4 separate regions of the Mus musculus genome follow, and regions 1, 3 and 4 are each linked to region 2. The links are chromatin contacts, called in public Hi-C and HiChIP or PLAC-seq maps. All regions are on one chromosome and are shown on one strand. The core of a region is the stretch at or near the end of the contact, and the rest is flanking DNA. Distances in the headings are between cores, read along the strand shown.

Region 1 (2,707 bases), core at 78-2,577, 500 kb before region 2:
CAAAAATAACTAACTCACAAATGAAACCCTTCAGGGTCTCTCCACTCCCAGGAAAATCCCCACGTTTATGTAACACAAGTGCTTTTGTGTCTGTACACACGTGCCTGTGTAAGGAGGAGGTCTACAAAAGCTCACCAAATCCTAAGTGTTCTCTTCATCTGAGACACTTTTCCGAATCACTTGGTTTTCCCTGACAGGACTATATAACCTTGACTCTGGCAATGACTTCAGAATTTAATGCCCACACTCCAACCTCCTAAATAGAAAGTGCCCCCGGAAATATTTACTGTAAATAGAATTAGGAACAAAGAGAACTTTTATTTTTTAAATGGCACCACCTGCGGTCTAAGGTTAGCAGGCTGCGTCCACAGGCTCCCCTGGTGGAGAGGTGGGTCAGGAGCCTGAGCGCTCTGCTCTTCCAAACTTGGCTGCACCCAGAACCACCCGGGGTCGCTTTTTAAAAGTTCCCACCGCCGACTACCCCCAGACCCCTGGAGTAGAGATGTACCCAGGGTGGGGGTGGGGGGCGCGAGGAAGGTGAGAATCTTTTCATTGGTTTTGATTTAAATCTCACCAGGTGTGTAGCCCACTCTGCAAGCCAAGTCCTCTTTAAAAGAACTCCTACAGTATTTTGAGCAGGGTACTCGGCGTTGGAAGGGTTCTTGGGGTAAAAGGGCACGCACACAGTAAATATACAAAGTTCTTAAAAAAAAAAAAAAAAGTCTCTGTAAGTCCAACACCACAGCCAGGCACCTACCTTGAAGCCAAACGGTGATGCAACTTGGAAAAGTCCCTCAGAAAGCGAAAAAAGTGCTCTCGTGGTTTAAGGGCTTTCGGGGTGACCTGCCTGGACAGTGCAGTGGCACGCGGGGCCAGGACAGCGGAGCGGCCACCAGCCTGTTCTAAGGAATGGCTTAAAGAGCACTGAGATCAAACACTGCAGGGAAGGGTTGGGAGTGCGGTGCTCCGTGGGGCTCGCCCGCAGCTGTCACTAGAGCCCTGTACAGGCTCGCCACCAACTGTCCGACTCGTCTGCAGTACTGGGCTCAGCGTAGGAGGCAGGAGCGCACCTCCAGCCCCGGGACTGCAGCCGCGGCGCCCGGATCCCACGACCGACGCTGAGGCTGAGCACTGCGCAAAGCTGCAGGAGCTCGAGCCTGTCGAGTTCCCGGGCACCGTCTGGGCTCCGGGGTCCCGCGCACACCCTCCGGGCTCCCGCTCGGAGCTCACTTACCGCCTCTGCCTCCAGGGTCCCGCTCCGGCAGCTGCCCGCAGAGCCGGGCCGGAGAGCAGCGGCCGCCGCGTCGCCAGGAGGCCGCGCCAGCCCCGCCCCGCCCTGCAGTCGCCCGCCCTCCCGGGAGGAGGAGCAGGCGGGTCTGCGTCCGGACCCTCCCAGCGACCCAGGACCCGGCGGACCGAGGACTGCGGCCCCTCGCGGACAGTCCCGGGCGATCCCTGAAACCCTGCCCCATCTGCGCCCTGAGACCTCCCTGCGCCCATACCAGCACCCCGTTCCCACCCGCAGCCACTCTCTTCTCTCTCTCAGCACCCCCTTACAACCCCTCCTCCAGGAAACTTTCCCTATTCCGCAATCCCACCCCAGATCTCAGTTTCCCCCCATTCTTCCACTCAGCCTTGTTCTGTCACCTAGAAGCAAATCACAAAAGGCACGAAGTGACAAAGTGACGTCTATAAGCTAAAGCTGGGCCTAGCTCTGAGGTCACCTGGCTCCTGGTAGCAGCACAGACATTAGAGACAAACTCTCAGGCCCTAGTTTAGTTAGTTTTCCAGGGAAGGTGGCATTACATTGCCAACTGGGAAGGCCAGGGTGTCATTTCCAAGTTCAGTTTCCTCCATTGTAAAGTGAGCGAGGCACTCACTCAACGGCTTGTTATTCCTGAAGAAAGGACTGCAGAAATGGCATGTGTCTTACAGTATTTTAATAAGTAAATGTTTACTGACAAACATGTTGAATAAAATCAACACTCAAAAATTCAGTCACTCAAAACAGTAACGTGAAAAGATTTCAAAAAGTAATAGTGATTATTTTGTAGGAAAACTGCAACAGCAATAGAAGAAAAGTTGCACAGTGATGAAACGTGCTTGTATTTATTTACAGAGCTGGAGAAATGGCTCAGAAGTTAAGATCTGTTTCTGTTCTATAAGATCTGGTTCAATTCCCAGCACCATCAAGACAGCTCCCAAAACCTTTGTTAACTTCAGTGCCAGGAGGATCTAGTGCCATCTTCTGGCCTCCTCGGGTACTGCATATATGTGGCGCACAGGTATACATGCAGGCAAAACTTGAAAAAAAAATATTTTCAAGTGATCTTTAAAAAGAAGACAAAGGAGGAAGCTATTCTCCCTGGACCCCTTTGGAAACAGTGGGTCTACCAGGCATGCTCCACGCCTAGTCAGCCGAGTATAGTTATGAATGCAACCTTTGTCCCTCCTCCCAACAAAAAGAAAGTAGTAAGCCTACTTAAAACATTGCACGTTTTTGTGAAACTTGATTGCTTAGTTCTCAAGTCTGGGCTTTGTAGATGATAAAACTGCATGAACAGTGTTCTCAACGGGACTGCTTGCCAGTGCAAAGACATCTGGGTTTTGGGTATATCTGGAATTAGGCAAACTGTAAGGGAGGCTGTGCTGGACGATAGAAAGGGTGTCATATAACACAGGCGCAGACACATGTTAACCATGCCTT
Region 2 (3,026 bases), core at 245-2,744:
AGCAATTGGCTTCCCCCCTTTTTATTGACACAATCAAGAACCAAGTAGGGATACAACACCTCCCTCTTTACCTACTCCTTTAGAATTCCAGGGTATCTTGAAGACCCACTGAAACATCCAACCTGAATTGAGCAATTACTGAATTCTTGGACTTTTTGTCCATAGCCAGCCATTGTTGCTTATAAGTCATTCTAATAACCCCCCTTTCTATGCACATGGATTCATTCTCTAAGTTCAGTTAGAAAACTAATAATATAGGTACCTAACACTGAGATGGTGACTGAATTGCTAACCTCTCACCTGACCACCTGGTGTCTCTTTCAAGGAAGTGATAGGCAGACAAATCCTAAATTCACAATACTGGGCTTAGCCCACCTGCAGTGTCCTCCTTCTGTCTTTCTAATGGATCTTGCTCCTCTCTGGCTTCTAGCCCCCTGTGGTCCTGTTCTGCAGCCCTAGCTCCACTGGCCTCCTATTGGGTTCCCAGATCCCTTCCCTTAGTATCTGCAACTCACTTTATATATGTATCAGCTTTCTGCTTTTGTCCTCTGAAATCTGCTGGTCTCTTTAAACCTTTTGTACCCATTCTCTAAGTATGAAATGTATTGAGCTAGTAATTAAGACTGGAATAAAAGAAGCTTTGATCGCCGAGAGCCTGGTATCTATAGACACTGAGGCTATTTGATAGAAGGTAGCTCATAGTATTTGAGTTTATGTGTATCTGTGTTTTTTTGTCTGTATATATGCCTGTGTGCCACTTTAGTGTCTGGTGCCTACCGAGGCCAGAAGAGGGCATCAGATCCCCTGAACTGTAGTTGTGTGCCACCATGGGGTGCTGCGAACCAAATTAGGGCACTCTAGAAAAGCAACATGGGCTCTTACTCATTTTACATCTCTCCAGCCCTCGTTTTATTGCCTCTTTCTTTCTTCCTTCCTTCCTTTCTTTTTTTTTTTTTTAACAAAATCTGACATCGTTCAAACACACAAATGTCCATCTACATTTCGGACATAACATGGTGTCTGTTTCCTTACAGATCCGACTTACGATGAAGTATTCTTATAAATACATCGGCCATTTTTTTCCACCTCCAATTACGGATTACTATTCATACAATAGGAGTGAAAAAGATACCCAAACAAAAACGTACTTTCCAAAAACAACGTGGTACTATCCTGGAAACTCATCTCCTTTTCCTCTCACACCCTTCCCCATGCCCTTTAACCCTCGCACACGGAGAAGGATGGAACTCACTGCTGAGTGCCTACAAATTCTAGGCCTGAGGCGGCCATGAGCGCCACGGCCTAGCTCAGCCCGGTCCCCGCGTGTCCTCGCCGGCTGCTAGGGCCCGGCCGGCCCGGGCCTTCGAGGTCCGCAGCACGGCGCATATGGCCGCGCTCGCCTCCCGCGTTGGCGGGAAGACTGGGAGCGCGGACGCGCGAGGCCAACCCGGAGCCTACCCATGAGGCACTGCGCCCTGGCTCGCGACAGCCCCCTCCCCCCTCACGGCGCCCAGCAGCCCCGCTCCGCGATGGGAGCCGGAGCGGCCTCGGCGTACACAGCCCGCGCTCCTCCCTCGCCTCCTCCTCTTTCTCCTCCTCCTCAGGGCTCCAGTCAGGCCGAGCCGCTCCGCTCACGGTAAGCGTCCCCCGCCCCGCGCGGCCGCCCGCCCGCCCGCCCGCGAAGGCCCTCCCGCGCGGCCGCGCCGCCGCACTCCGGGGGCGCAGGGTGGGGGTCTCGGGCCGCGGCGCGTCGGCGAGAGCGCCCGGGCCGGGCAGGGCAGGGGCCGGCTGCGCATGGGGCCGGGCCCGCCATCTTGCCGGGCCTGGCGCGGGAGGGTTCCCGGCGCGACGAGGCGAGGCGGCCGGCGGCGCGGCGGCCCACAGTACAGGGCCGCCCAGCCGTCGCCTCGCCTCGTCGCCTCGCCACCGCGCAGATCCTCCCATCGCTTTCTCAGCCCGGCTGTGCTCTCGGGGGACGACTCCCCTCGGTCCTTTGTACCTTGTCCGCGGGTGTGTGTGTGTGTGTGTGTGTGTGTGTGTGTGTGTGTGGCGGAGACCCGAGCTCACAACCCAACCCACTCGACTCTTCACGCAAGAGCAGAACCCCACTGGCGTTCGCCATAACAGCCACAGAGGCCTTACCTTGTGCTAGACGACCGCTCCTATCTAGCCACCTTTCTTGTCAAAGGAATGTCCCCACTCTGCCATAGCCCCGCTATTGTCTACCAGAGGAGGGCTTTGAGGAGAACCGAGCCTGACAGATTTTCCAGCTGTGCGTTGCAGGTTTCACTTAATAAACCACAAACGAGTGGTCGCGCTGAGGTTTTAGCCTGCGCAAGAAGATGGTGTTTTCACGACCAACCTGCATTTGTAACCCGTTAGGAAAGAAATATGCTAGGAAAAAAATGGACGTTAACCTGCTGCGAGCATGGAGACTTTTGGCTTCACGAAGAAAAAAAATTTTTTTTTTAAATAGTCCGCCATACTTAAACATTTGGCTTTATTTTCAAGTTTGGACTGAATCATCTAAATACTTGGACGTCTTTTAGTGCCCTTAACCATAAATTCACACGATGGAAGTAAGAGTTTGAAGGTACAAAACCCTTCCCTTGGCATCTGTGTGCTATCTTGTTTTGAGAGATGACTGTACCAACTCAAGTTGTTTGGATGTAACTGATAGGGTGAAGGGACCGGGTTGGAGGACCTTGTGCTTTTTGATGGTCCACCATCTGCACTAAAGCCATCCTTGAGTTTGAGTGGTTGTATCTGTCATTGGTGTCAATGTTTACCTTGGGCTACTTTCGGAGACGTTTTTGTTGGCAGAGCAGTTTTGAAGGTCAGCCTCAGAAATGACGATGAGAACGCTTGGCTACCGGGGCCATTACGGAACCTTAAGTTTTAGGACTCCTCATTCAGCTCACCTCAGTATTTTATGTCCCATTTTCACTGCAGTGAGGTTCCTGAGAATAGGTGAGGAGGCACAGGCCTCCACATTTGAGAAACTCCGTTTGCCATTAGACTCTAAT
Region 3 (2,790 bases), core at 133-2,632, 400 kb before region 2:
TAATGTTACAGTTTACCACAACACAGCCAGTCACCCTCTCGGTAAATGACTAGAAGAGGAGGGCAGGCACTTTCTCCTATGCAGATCTGTACTGTGCTCTTCCCTTTATACTCACAAAAACCACTTTCCTCTTATTAAATTTCATTTCATGAAGCCTGTGCCCTAACTTGACCACAACTCAGTGTCAATTCTGTGGCTTTATTTTCATTGTATTTTCTCATCTCGACTGGAAACTTGCTCAAGTAAGGCGAGTATTTTACACTGGGCATGCTCATAGACGATGTACACAACATAATGTTTTGATTAAACTAACATAAACTTAGACTCAACTTTTAGTATGAGGTTCTGAGGACTGGTACAAGGTTCTAACATTACAGACATTCCCCACCTAAATTCCATATGAAGGTAAAGAAAGTCAAGGAATGTTCTGCTTGCCTGCCTCCCAAGCTCCCATACCGAACATATTCGCCTAACATAAATGTTGTGCCACTTCCGAACTGTAGCAGGCATAGCCATTTCCCTTTCACCTTGTTGCCAAAGTACTAAGTCTGTTCAAGGGCTGAAGGGTAGGCCTGTTCTGTCTGAATGGCACAGAATAATTCTATCCTAACTCTGAATAAATCCTAACACCTAAGATAAACATGTCAGTTCTATTGCAGATGCAGGCAACTGAGGCAGGCCCCGTGATGGCCAATGAAACATGAGGTTAAGTCTATAGGAGAGGTTTCTGGAAAAGATTTCTTAAAAGACAGGGTTAAAAAAAAAAGGTCTTTTCGTCTACTGGATACTGTTTGTGGTGTCTCAAAGCTGTCAGAAGGATCTGCTAGAAGACAAAGCAGGAACTCTGATATGCAGATTTCTAGCGATCCTGCTATGGGCTTCTTGACTTAAGAACAAATGCTCACAGGCCTTTAAGCCCAGCACCTGGGAGGCAGAGGCAGGCAGAGGTGAAGGTCATTTTGGTCTATATCACGACTTCCAGCCCAGTCATTAGTACAGTGTCTCAGAGGCTCCCTCATAAAAATACATAAAAATGCATGCTTCTTGTTTGGAAAGCTCTGGAGGAAGATAAGGTGTATTTATTCAAGAATGACAACCATGAAGCTGCCTGTGGGAATCTGTTGCCTGTGGGTCTATGCTCACAGATCCTGTGGTGAATCTGACTGTTGGTTGAACACAGGAAACAGGGCTAACTGGGGATAACCTACTCATTCCAGATAACAGATCAAGGCCATATAAGATACAAAGCAATCTCCACAGCAGGAGTGCTGGTTTGCTGTTTCCTTTTCTTTTGACTTTGAATGTTTATAATCTAGAGCTTTTCCTCTCACCCTGTCTCTGTTCTTTCATGGTGTGGGTGTTCTCGTAAACAACGGAAGTAGAGACAAGCACACTAGACAGAGAAGCAGGAGATGTGCCTTTATAAATACTCTAATTTGGTGTTTCAACAGCATCACGTGCAAAAGGTTCTCTAGGACTGCTGAATTCAAAGGAGGCTCACCACCATACAATCAGCAGTCTACATTTTGATTAGTTACCTGAGTTACAGGAAAGAGTATCATCAGCTAAGCCTCACCAATGGAGGAGGCCTCAGACTTGACGTAACCATTCTCAGTTTCACCCATGCCTTCTTAGAGGCTGAGCTCCCAGCTCCTCTCCCATGATTAGTAAGTACAGTAAAGGCAGACAAGTCATATAACAAAGTGTAAAAACGGGCTGTGGCAAAAATTATGCTGAGAATTTTGGTAAAACAGTGCCAAGATAGTGAGCAGGGCTAAGTTCCATCATTCTCTCTGTAACTTCAGCCCCGTTACACAACTCTAAGTCAATGGGTCTTTCATCATCTTGCCTATGTGGGCAACAGCTGCTTAGCATTTACTAGACAGCTGAAGCCATGATGTCTGAAAAAGTGGCACAGACTGCTACTAGCCTGAAGCAGCTGCTGCAGCTCAACATGTCCACCCTGGAATGTGGCTGACACAAAGCACAGGTGACAGCAAAAGCTGTGACTTTAAGAAGCCCAGCATAAGGCTGGATGTAACTGAGGCCAGACTGGGAACGCAGAGCTGCTGCTGAGGCTGACTGGTGAGGCAGGGATGTAGTGAGCCAGTTCACTTGTCCAGTAACACCTCTTTTTCAAAACATTTTTCTCCAGCAAGTCCAACCCCTCCAAAGTTGCTTAGAAAAATATGGGTAACGTTTTAAGATTATTGTTTGAAAGATATTTTCACATTATTTTACTTAATCCTAATAAATATTATCACTTATAATTATAGTATCTCAAAAAATTCATCCCATAGGATAGTTCTAGAACTTATCAAAATTAATGTTAAGAATCAGGAGAAAGGGCCGGGTGGTGGTGGTGCACGCCTTTAATCTTAGCACTTGGGAGGCAGAGGCAGGCAGATTTCTGAGTTCGAGGCCAGCCTGGCCTACAAATTGAGTTCCAGGACAGCCAGAGTCACACAGAGAAACCCTGTCTCAAACAAAACAAAACAAAACAAAAATCAGGAGAAAGGAAAACAAAGTGAACCACTTAAGCAGCCCCGCCAATGCTGCTCACCCAGCATTATCATCCCCTGGTAAGTTTTCATATAAAAAAGGTGAAAAGCCTAGTAGTCAAAGGCTTTTGTTTGTTTTTAGTCAGGGTTTATCAGTGTAGACCTGGCTGTCTTGGAACCAGGATTAGCCTCGAACTCAAGAGATCTGTCTGCCTCTGCCTGGGATTAAAGGCATGTGTCACCACCATCCAGCTACAATTGTTATTGGAAACCATCACATTATTTAAAA
Region 4 (2,700 bases), core at 112-2,611, 300 kb before region 2:
AACTTTAAAAAAGTATGAAGACCATTTGTTGATGAGAACAAGCTAGGGCTTGTATTACTGAAAGGACTAGAAAATGAAAGACATAAATGTGCAAATCACGTCTGAAAATGTTTCTGTTTCTTTGAGGGCCAATTCTCTATTTCATTCTTATATATAGTGAGGTACTATACTGGAAACCATGAACGTCCCAGGAACTTAAATTGAACATTTAAACACAATAGTGACTTGGGAGCTTACAGTTTAGTAACACTATGGAAGAAGATTAACTTTGTACAAGAGGTTCTAATATAAAAATTAGCAGCGTGTGTAGGCATACATCTGAAATCCCAGCACTTAGGAAGCTGAAGCATAAAGATTAATAGGCATAAGATTCTGTCTCCAAAAACCAAGGTTGGGCTCACTAATAGAAAAGGTAACTTGCTTAAAGCACACAAAAGCCTATGTTCAACCTACAACATTGAAAAAGAAAGCATACACTCACATATTTACATAGCAACACACAGAGGTACATAGCATCAAGATTTAATTTAAATAGACAGTGTAGAACTGCCTATAGTCAATGGATAATGTCAGTTCCACATATCACCTAAGTTTAGTTTCTTAGCAGATCATATCATGAAGATTATGTTCCACATTTCTTTCCCTCTGACCTAAACTCCATGTTAGCTCTCAGCACTCTTAGCAGCCTAGTAATTAATACTTGGTTACATTTTGTTTCTGGAGTTGCTTTTGGTTTTCTTATTCTCATTCAATCAATTAGAATGACTTTCATAGAGATACAGAATGAACCAAGGAACCAGCAGTCAGCAATTCTGCTTCATTACTGTTAACAAAACCAATAAACTTTGTTATGATTTATAAAATATCATTGCCAAAAGCAGAGACTTTTTAAAGACTTACAAATGCACATGATCTTCGGAAGATCATAACTAAAGAACATCAGAAAAGGCACTGATTTTCCTGTTCCCAGTCCTGAAGCAATCCAATAAATATAAAAGGGAAGAAGATCCACTTTAGACTCAAAAGATAGTGTCATAAGCTTATGTAAACCCGACTTAAAAATGCATGCACTAAATACACAGAAATAATCATCTTTCAAAGCATTTTACAAAAAGATTACACAAAAATCCAGGCTTTTCTTAGATTTTTTAAATCTTCCATTTCTTTTTAATATTTTGCTTCTTTAAAGAAAAATCTCCTTTTTCCAATTACAGAGAGGAAATAAAAAGAAATGCAACTCTTTTATGTAAAGTAAATCCATCTGGATGTTTGCTCCATCCCATACTAGAAACCTGTGATCCCCAACCAGAATGAGTTATAGGAAAGCTGCAGGCAAAATTGTCTCCATACAGCACAATCCATTATCCCTGTCAAGTTAATGTTCCGTGTTGAGCCATATGGCACGGGTACACATTCAACAAAGGAAATTCCTTAAACTTGTTATAATCAGCACTTGCAGTCATCCAAAAAACTGACATAAACAGCTTTATTGTGTTTAGCACATTTCAGTTAATATCCATGACAAAAACAGGAAACAGTACAGGAAAAGGAGGAGGAATGTGGGGAGCAGTGTTATTTAAAAAAATCACCACACACACACACACACACCCTCAAACTGTGCATTTTATAATTAGGCTTTTGTCATTGTTGCTGTTGGCCTAAGCAAGTGATTTTCAATTACAGTAAGCACACCAACCTCTCCAGAGTGATCTACTGGGGCAGACTTAAGAGGGAAAAAAATTAATGACAGCAATTTTCCATGGTATGAGCAAAACTAAACCTTGAAATTCTAGTGATTCAGATAAATCAGTTCTGGCAAAATAACAAAACTCTAAATCCTTATATTTGTTTTCTTTCTACAGTCATTTTATAATTGTTAAAATGCAACTGAGCTTTATTAAGGAAAAAGAAACCAACGCAATTTAAGTAAAGTATCTTCATATGCATTTAAGAGCAGGTCACAGAAAATCAAGGGCTCCCACAAGCCTTTGGTACTCGGCACATCAACTCTAGTCAAGGTATAAGTAGAGCAGAACTTCATTTCAGCCCCCGCAGTGACAACAATAAAATGCTGAGAAAACACACTATCAAATACTGAACTCAGCATCAATTTCTGTTAATTACAGCCTTGTCAGCAACGTGATTATTCAAACAACTCATGCAAATGTTAATGAGGCCTTATTTGCATATTTATTTTTTCCTTTGTTGAAATGTCATTGATTATTACATTCTACTATGATGAATGTGGCTGATGATGTGCTCTGATATGTAATTAGTCATTAGGTAGAATGAATAGATCAATTATGAAAAAGGACTAAGATTAAGAAATATCAAACAAGACCGCCCAACGTAACTATAGAATCTTTTTTTAAAAGGACCTAATAAATAATTTCTTGACATTTAAACTGCAACATCAGTAGTTTTCGATAAATAAAGGACTACTTTTGTGAGGTTAAATGAAGGCTTAAAAATACATCAGTACTCTGATAATCCAATTACGATCACAGAAACCATCTCTAGAAAAAAACCTGAAAGCCACCTAGAATTTAATTGTCAGGAAAACAAGCAGCAAAGGAGAATTGAATCTGTTTTAAGCTCACACAATTCAGAAATAAAGTGTATCTTAATCTAGTGTGAGGTGGAGACAAAATCTGTTAAGAAAGAGGCATATAATATCCTAGAGAGAGGGGCAAGAACCTG

The links. A called contact is a pair of places that touch in the nucleus more often than the background predicts. HiChIP or PLAC-seq counts read pairs in DNA pulled down with a chosen protein or histone mark.
Region 1: an H3K4me3 HiChIP or PLAC-seq map of neural tube shows a contact between it and region 2, with 5 times the contacts expected there. The contact joins the promoter of Cgnl1 here to the promoter of Zfp280d in region 2. A contact is called at or near these places in 1 of 39 promoter capture datasets (cranial neural crest), 4 of 115 datasets of contacts at active chromatin or transcription factors (embryonic stem cells, extraembryonic endoderm stem cells and neural tube) and 1 of 9 other capture datasets (embryonic stem cells).
Region 3: a Hi-C map of Th1 cells shows a contact between it and region 2, with 1.7 times the contacts expected there. The contact joins the enhancer-like site here to the promoter of Zfp280d in region 2. A contact is called at or near these places in 2 of 39 promoter capture datasets (embryonic stem cells and hippocampal neurons), 2 of 484 Hi-C or Micro-C datasets (Th1 cells and pre-B cells), 11 of 115 datasets of contacts at active chromatin or transcription factors (the SCID.adh cell line, cardiomyocytes, craniofacial prominence and 8 more) and 3 of 9 other capture datasets (adipose tissue, embryonic stem cells and liver).
Region 4: an H3K4me3 HiChIP or PLAC-seq map of bone marrow-derived macrophages shows a contact between it and region 2, with 5 times the contacts expected there. The contact joins the enhancer-like site here to the promoter of Zfp280d in region 2. A contact is called at or near these places in 6 of 39 promoter capture datasets (the 3T3-L1 cell line, 3T3-L1-derived adipocytes, the C10 cell line and 2 more), 4 of 115 datasets of contacts at active chromatin or transcription factors (the SCID.adh cell line, bone marrow-derived macrophages, embryonic midbrain and 1 more) and 4 of 9 other capture datasets (adipose tissue, embryonic tail, embryonic trunk and 1 more).

The regions. Positions count from the first base shown.
Region 1 is chr9:71,770,275-71,772,981 of GRCm38.p6, forward strand. It overlaps Cgnl1 (cingulin-like 1), which reads right to left and starts at 1,328. Exons shown (of 19, transcript NM_026599.5): 1 at 1,235-1,328.
Region 2 is chr9:72,273,394-72,276,419 of GRCm38.p6, forward strand. It overlaps Zfp280d (zinc finger protein 280D), which reads left to right and starts at 1,495. Exons shown (of 22, transcript NM_146224.5): 1 at 1,495-1,636.
Region 3 is chr9:71,873,044-71,875,833 of GRCm38.p6, forward strand. All of the region lies in intron 13 of Tcf12 (transcription factor 12), which reads right to left. Among named protein-coding and RNA genes, the nearest start is that of Cgnl1, 100 kb to the left of the region's middle. Within about 2 kb of position 1,383, at least 38 of the 459 cell types and tissues checked have an H3K27ac peak or open chromatin away from gene starts, as enhancers often do. A contact at or near this core is called in the SCID.adh cell line, Th1 cells and adipose tissue, where this site is marked.
Region 4 is chr9:71,973,245-71,975,944 of GRCm38.p6, forward strand. All of the region lies in intron 5 of Tcf12 (transcription factor 12), which reads right to left. Among named protein-coding and RNA genes, the nearest start is that of Tcf12, 140 kb to the right of the region's middle. Within about 2 kb of position 1,362, at least 40 of the 459 cell types and tissues checked have an H3K27ac peak or open chromatin away from gene starts, as enhancers often do. A contact at or near this core is called in bone marrow-derived macrophages and pre-B cells, where this site is marked.